Linked DNA regions of Pelodiscus sinensis: region 1 is linked to region 2. A link is a contact called in public Hi-C data. All regions are on one chromosome and are shown on one strand. Each heading gives the region's core, a stretch centred on a gene start, on an enhancer-like site or on the middle of the called end of the contact. The rest is flanking DNA. Distances are from core to core; before and after follow the strand shown.

Region 1 (2,845 bases), core at 314-2,813, 170 kb before region 2:
GTGGAGCGGGCGAAGGACTTCTCGCACACGGAGCAGCGGTAGGGCTTCTCGCCAGTGTGGGTGCGCTCGTGGCGCCGCACCATGGAGGCCTGGTAGAAGCCCTTGCTGCAGTAGGAGCACTGGTAGGGCCTCTCTCCCGTGTGGATCCGCTGGTGCACTTTGAAGTCTGACTTCCTGGCAAAGCTCTTGCCGCAGTCCCCGCAGATCCAGGTCGGGGCACCAGCCATGGCTATGGGCTTGTGGTCTCCGAGCACTGGAGCCAGCTGGCTCATTTCTGCCACCGCTGCCAGCTCGGTAGGCGCCAAACCAGCAAAGACTCTGCCAAACGCTGCCCCGCCCTGGCTGCGCTCCACCGTCATGCTGTTCTCAACAGGCTGGGTCTGGTCCCTAAAGCCATCCACCCATGGGCGCTCCCCGGGCAGGCTAATCCGGCCCTTTTCCTTCGCCAGCTTAAGGCACAGCTGCACTCCTGCAGGGCTGTCTGCCATGAGTGGTGCCCCGTGAAGCCTCTGTGCACTCATAGTCCATGCCTCCCAGCACCTCCGAGGTCTGAAACCAGAGACACCAGCATGAGACGGGAATCCCCTTTACAACCGACTTGGAACTCTGCATTCCTTCCATGGGTCTCGCCTCCCGCCCCCCTCATAGGCTCTGAGCCCTACCCCCTCCACGGCCAGGAATCCAAGGAGCTGCACCAGCCTGGCCAGGGGAACCAGGATGTGCAGCAACAGAACTTGCCGCTGTGTCTGCGCTGGGAGCACAGTGACGGGCCATCAATACAGACACAGAAGTGGAGAGCCCCAGTGGAGCCGGGGACAGCGGGCTCCACTGGGGCTCTCCACTTCTGTGTCTGTATTGATGGCCCGTCACTGTGCTCCCAGCGCAGACACAGCCCCTGCCCTCCCGGGGCGACCACAACAGGCAAGGAAAACCACCCCACGGGCGGCCCCCTAGCTCAGAGCAGTCACCCACTCTTACTCTCGCCCTTCTGTTGTCTGGTCGGTGCCTGCTACAGCAGGGCAGGACTTTCCCTACAGCCTGTCCAGCACGGACCCCATGTGCCACAGGGCTGCCCAACAGCCTGGAAGCTCAGGACAGAGCCCCCAGGGAAAGCAAGCGGGGCGAGGGGGGGCTCCCTTGGGTTGAGCTGACACAGCCACCAGCCCTGGGGCCGTGGAGCGTGTTGAACGGGAGGGGGACCCAGCCCCGCCGGGAAGGGACTGGGGAGCGTGCAGGGCGGCGGCTGCGCGGAAGGGGGTGCCGGGCTCCCAGCAGGCCAGGATCGGGGCCACGGCCCCCCCAGGCAGCTCGGAGGGGAGGGGCAGCCGGGCGGGGCCCGGGCGGGGCCCTCCCCCTTGTCGCCTTCCCCCGGCCCGGCTCACCTCCCTCCGCCCGCTGCGTCCCCGGAGCCGTGCGCGCCGCAGCCACCGATTCCCCCCCGGTGCGCACAGGGGCCGCCCCTCGCCGAGGACCCCAGCGCACGGCCCCGGCTCACACTCCCACGCCGCGCGGGGTCTGCCCGGCCAGGCTGCCTGCGGGGGCCGGCGCGATTCCGTGCGGAGCCCCCCTGCCCCCCAGCTCCGGGCCGCAGCCTTGAACTCCGGGAGCTCGGCACGGGCCTCGGGCGCCACGAGGCTGCAGCGCCCCCCAAGCAGAGGGGGGCTGCACCACCCAGCCGGGGTGCCAAAAGCAGGGGAGCTGCCCCCGCGGAGCGCCAGGGTGCTGGGTAGCCGGGTACAGCCCGAGTGTGGCATCCTCACTGGCACTGGTCCCCGGGCTAGCTCGGGTCGGGCCACCAGCTGTATCCCAAAATAGTTATTCCGTGTCTATTGAAGCAGCCTTTTCCGACGTCCCGGTAACCCTTGTTCCACAAGGGCCGTGTCCAGACTCAGGGGTTTTTTCGGGAAAAGTAGCCTTTTCCCGAAAAAACTTCCCCTGCGTCCAGACTCAAGCCGCGTTCTTTCGAAATTAAATCGAAAGAACGCGGCTTTTCTTTCGATGGCGGTAAACCTCGTTTCACGAGGAAGAACGCCTTCCTTCGAAAGTTCCTCTTTCGAAGGAAGGCGTTCTTCAATGTAAAGAGGCCGTCTTCGAAAGAGAGCATCCAGACTCACTGGGTGCTCTCTTTCGAAAAAGCGGATTTCCTCTATTGAAAAATCCGCCTGCAGTCTAGACGCGATCTTTCGAAAGATGCTCTTTCGAAAGATGCTTTCGAAAGAGCATCTTTCGAAAGAAGCCTGCAGTCTAGACATAGCCAAGGTTACAGGGCATTTCGGAATAACGAGTTATTTCGAAATTTGGCGCTGTATAGAGCGCTCCAGACTACAAAATAAGTATTTCGAAATACACTTGAAATAAGCTACGCCAGTTGCACTCCGCACATTGCGTAGTTTATTTCTAGCTAAGGGTGCTGTGTAGACACACCCCCAGATGCAGTCAGTCCTCCCATCGCAGTACCCTGCTGGTGTCCATGAGGCCGCAAACTCACCTCATACGTATTGGAAAGGGGGCATATTGCGTTTACACTTGTGGCTGAGTGTCACTCCCATGTTTTGATCTGCCTTTGTTTGTAATTTGGCTTGCTCTCTCCACACCCTATTGACCTCTGAGTTCATGCTGCAGGTCAGAGAGGATGGGATTAATACAGAAATCACTGGTGAAAATTATAGTGACTTGACATTTAAACTGGGATCCCCTGAACCAAATGGGTGGGGGGGAGGGTGAGTTCTGGGAGCAATGTGAGGAACAAACTAATATTCTAGGAAAGGGTTTACATGACTAGTGGGTAGGATAATAAGTGCCGAAGGCTATGTCTACACTGGCACCCTTTTCCGGAAATGCTTAA
Region 2 (2,700 bases), core at 80-2,579:
TAGCCAGATCGGAAGAGGGAAATGAAGCCGCGATTAAAATAATCGCGGCTTCATTTAAATTTAAATGGCTGCCCCGATCTGCCGATCAGCTGTTTGTCGGCAGATCGGGGGAGTCTGGACGCGATGCCCCGACAAAGAAGCCTTTCTTCATCGACACAGGTAAGCCTCGTGAAACCAGGTTTACCTGTGTCGATGAAGAAAGGCTTCTTTGTCGGGGCATCGCGTCCAGACTCCCCCGATCTGCCGACAAACAGCTGATCGGCAGATCGGGGCAGCCATTTAAATTTAAATGAAGCCGCGATTATTTTAATCGCGGCTTCATTTCCCTCTTCCGATCTGGCTAATCTACATGCCTCCGTCGAAGGAGGCATGTAGTCTAGACACACCCTAAGGTGCTACTAGACTATTTGTTGTTTTTCAAGTTTTTCACACGAACATTCTCAGGGTATCCTGGCCTGCATTTTAACATGATGTATAGATTGTCAGCCGGTAAGCATTCTGTTTCACAGCATAGTCCAATTCATTTACCCAAATCCTTGCTGTGCTTCAAAGCTCAGACAAGACACTCTGTAAGTTATAAATAAATTGTATAGGTTTGGTATGCAGGGGAGAGAGAGCCTGCTGCTTTTATGTATGTACTGTATTCACGAGAGGAGAACCTCAGAAAGTTTGGAGGTCCAGGTTGATAAGAAACTACGTTTGGTGGCTTATCTGAGCTTTTGCCAAACTACCAGAAAGGGCCCATAAAACTGGGGCATTTCTGGTAGTTCTTGTTTCCAGCCAAGGGCAGAAATAGCAATAGACCAGATTCATCCTCACTCTAATGCCATAATAGGGTTATGCTCAAGATGAGTGTAGCCCGATGTATTTCTGCACAGGAGTCAGCATTTCTGCAGTGGAATTCACCGTTCTGCAGCTGCCTGGCATTTCCTTTTTCATCTCCCTGTCCTTCTGGGACTTGCCTTCAGCTGCCTCTCCAGATTGACAGTGCATACTCCTTGCATTGTTCTGTTGGCAGCAAGGCATCTTGGAGCACGAGCAGAGGGCCTATGTTGGGTCTACTGACTCTTTCTTACAGGGACTGATGCTTCAGACGGAACATCCCCAGCTTGACTCTGGGGTTAACAAGGCATATTCATAGGGCTTGCAGTTGAAGAAATGACTAGCAGATTTGATCTGGAATCCACGAGGGGATAATGCACATGGATCTCCACGGCGTAGCATGGCACCTCCACCAGTCGGTGCCAGGTGGGTGCAGAACCTTGCAGAGCAGCAATCCCAACGCATCACAAAGGGGCGACTCCCTCTAGAATGGTCTGGATTGGCAGTGACAGCAAAGAGCTCCAGGACAGAGGAAACATGAGCAAAAAGGCTGGTGAGTTAGGCTTGGTTCTGTTCCTGCCTCTGGCACAGATTTGCTGTGTGATCTCGGCTTTTCAGGAGTATCCATTCATTTGGAATGCACAGTTTCTAGGTGCCCTTCTTGCCTTTGTCCCTCACTTCCCAGTCTGTGAAAGAGGGATAATAATACCTCTCTGGGCATGGCTACACTGGGAAACTATTTTGAAATAACTCCAATTAATTTAATAACTCCCAAAGCAACAAAATTGAAATAGCGTGTCCTCACTATGGGGACGAGTCAAAATCAGGCTCTGTTAATGTGGACGCACTACTCGACTTAGAGCTCCAGAATTACTTCAAATTACCCAGGGGAGTCGTTATTTCGAAATAGCAGAACCAGAGTGGACACACTACCGCTATTTTGAAAAAACAATTTCAAAATTAGCGTTATTCCCCGAGGAAAGCAGGAGTGCTGATTTCGAAACAAGCGGTCCGTTATTTCGAAAGAATCGACTTGGTTGTGTGGACGCTCCGCTTATTAATTCGACCTAAGGGGGGTTATTTCGAAATAAAGCCCTAGTGTAGACTAGGGCTCAGAGGCCTGGTCTATATTAGACTGGGCAGGTCGGTGTAAGGTACACAATTCCTGCTATGCAATATGCTCACTTCATGTGCCCTTGCTCTATGTGTGTGTCATTTAGCAATACCAATAGAAAAACCAGAGGCACCTGGCAACCTTGTGTGTGGGCAACAGTAAACAAAATGTCTCACAGGCCACACATAGAACCCCAATGGGCCTCATGAGGCCTCCAGGCTGCCCACCTTGGATATAAACTCAGGTAAATCCTCATTTCTTTGTCTAGCATGGACACGCTTATCACCTTTCCCTTGGCTGTCTTCTTACACATCTTCTAGTAAGATTATGCAGAGGGAACTCAGAACTTCACAAATTAGGGTACAACATGCATTTACAATGATATTAATGACCAGTGTAAGAATGTAAGAACACGAGACTGCCCATACTGGGTCAGACCAATGGTCCATCCAGCCTAATAGCCTATCCTCCAACAGTAGGTGGCGCCAGATGTTTCAGAGGGAATGAACAGAACAGGGCAGTTTATTGAGTGATCCATCCCCAGTTGGCCAGTTACAGCTACGGGAGTCAGAGGGTTGGTTGACACCCAAAACATGGGGCTTCATCCCTGACCATTTTGACTAATAACCATTGATGGATCTATCCTCCATGGTTGTATCTAATTAATTCTTGAACCCAGATATGCTTTTGGCTTTCACATCATCCCCAGGCACCAAGTTTCATGGGCTGACTATGCATTGTGCAAAGAAGTATTTCTTCATATG

Evidence for each region. Hi-C and Micro-C count contacts between places; a contact is called where the count stands out from the background.
Region 1: a contact with region 2 is called in a Hi-C map of blood, with 10 times the contacts expected there. The contact joins the promoter of LOC142830619 here to the promoter of RGSL1 in region 2. A contact is called at or near these places in 4 of 5 Hi-C or Micro-C datasets (blood, liver and an unstated tissue).

The regions. Positions count from the first base shown.
Region 1 is chr9:58,177,643-58,180,487 of ASM4963464v1, reverse strand. LOC142830619 reads right to left here and starts at 1,563. Exons shown (of 2, transcript XM_075936804.1): 1 at 1,383-1,563; 2 at 1-549. The coding sequence starts at 521.
Region 2 is chr9:58,004,113-58,006,812 of ASM4963464v1, reverse strand. It overlaps RGSL1 (regulator of G protein signaling like 1), which reads left to right and starts at 1,329. Exons shown (of 23, transcript XM_075936793.1): 1 at 1,329-1,375. The coding sequence starts at 1,360.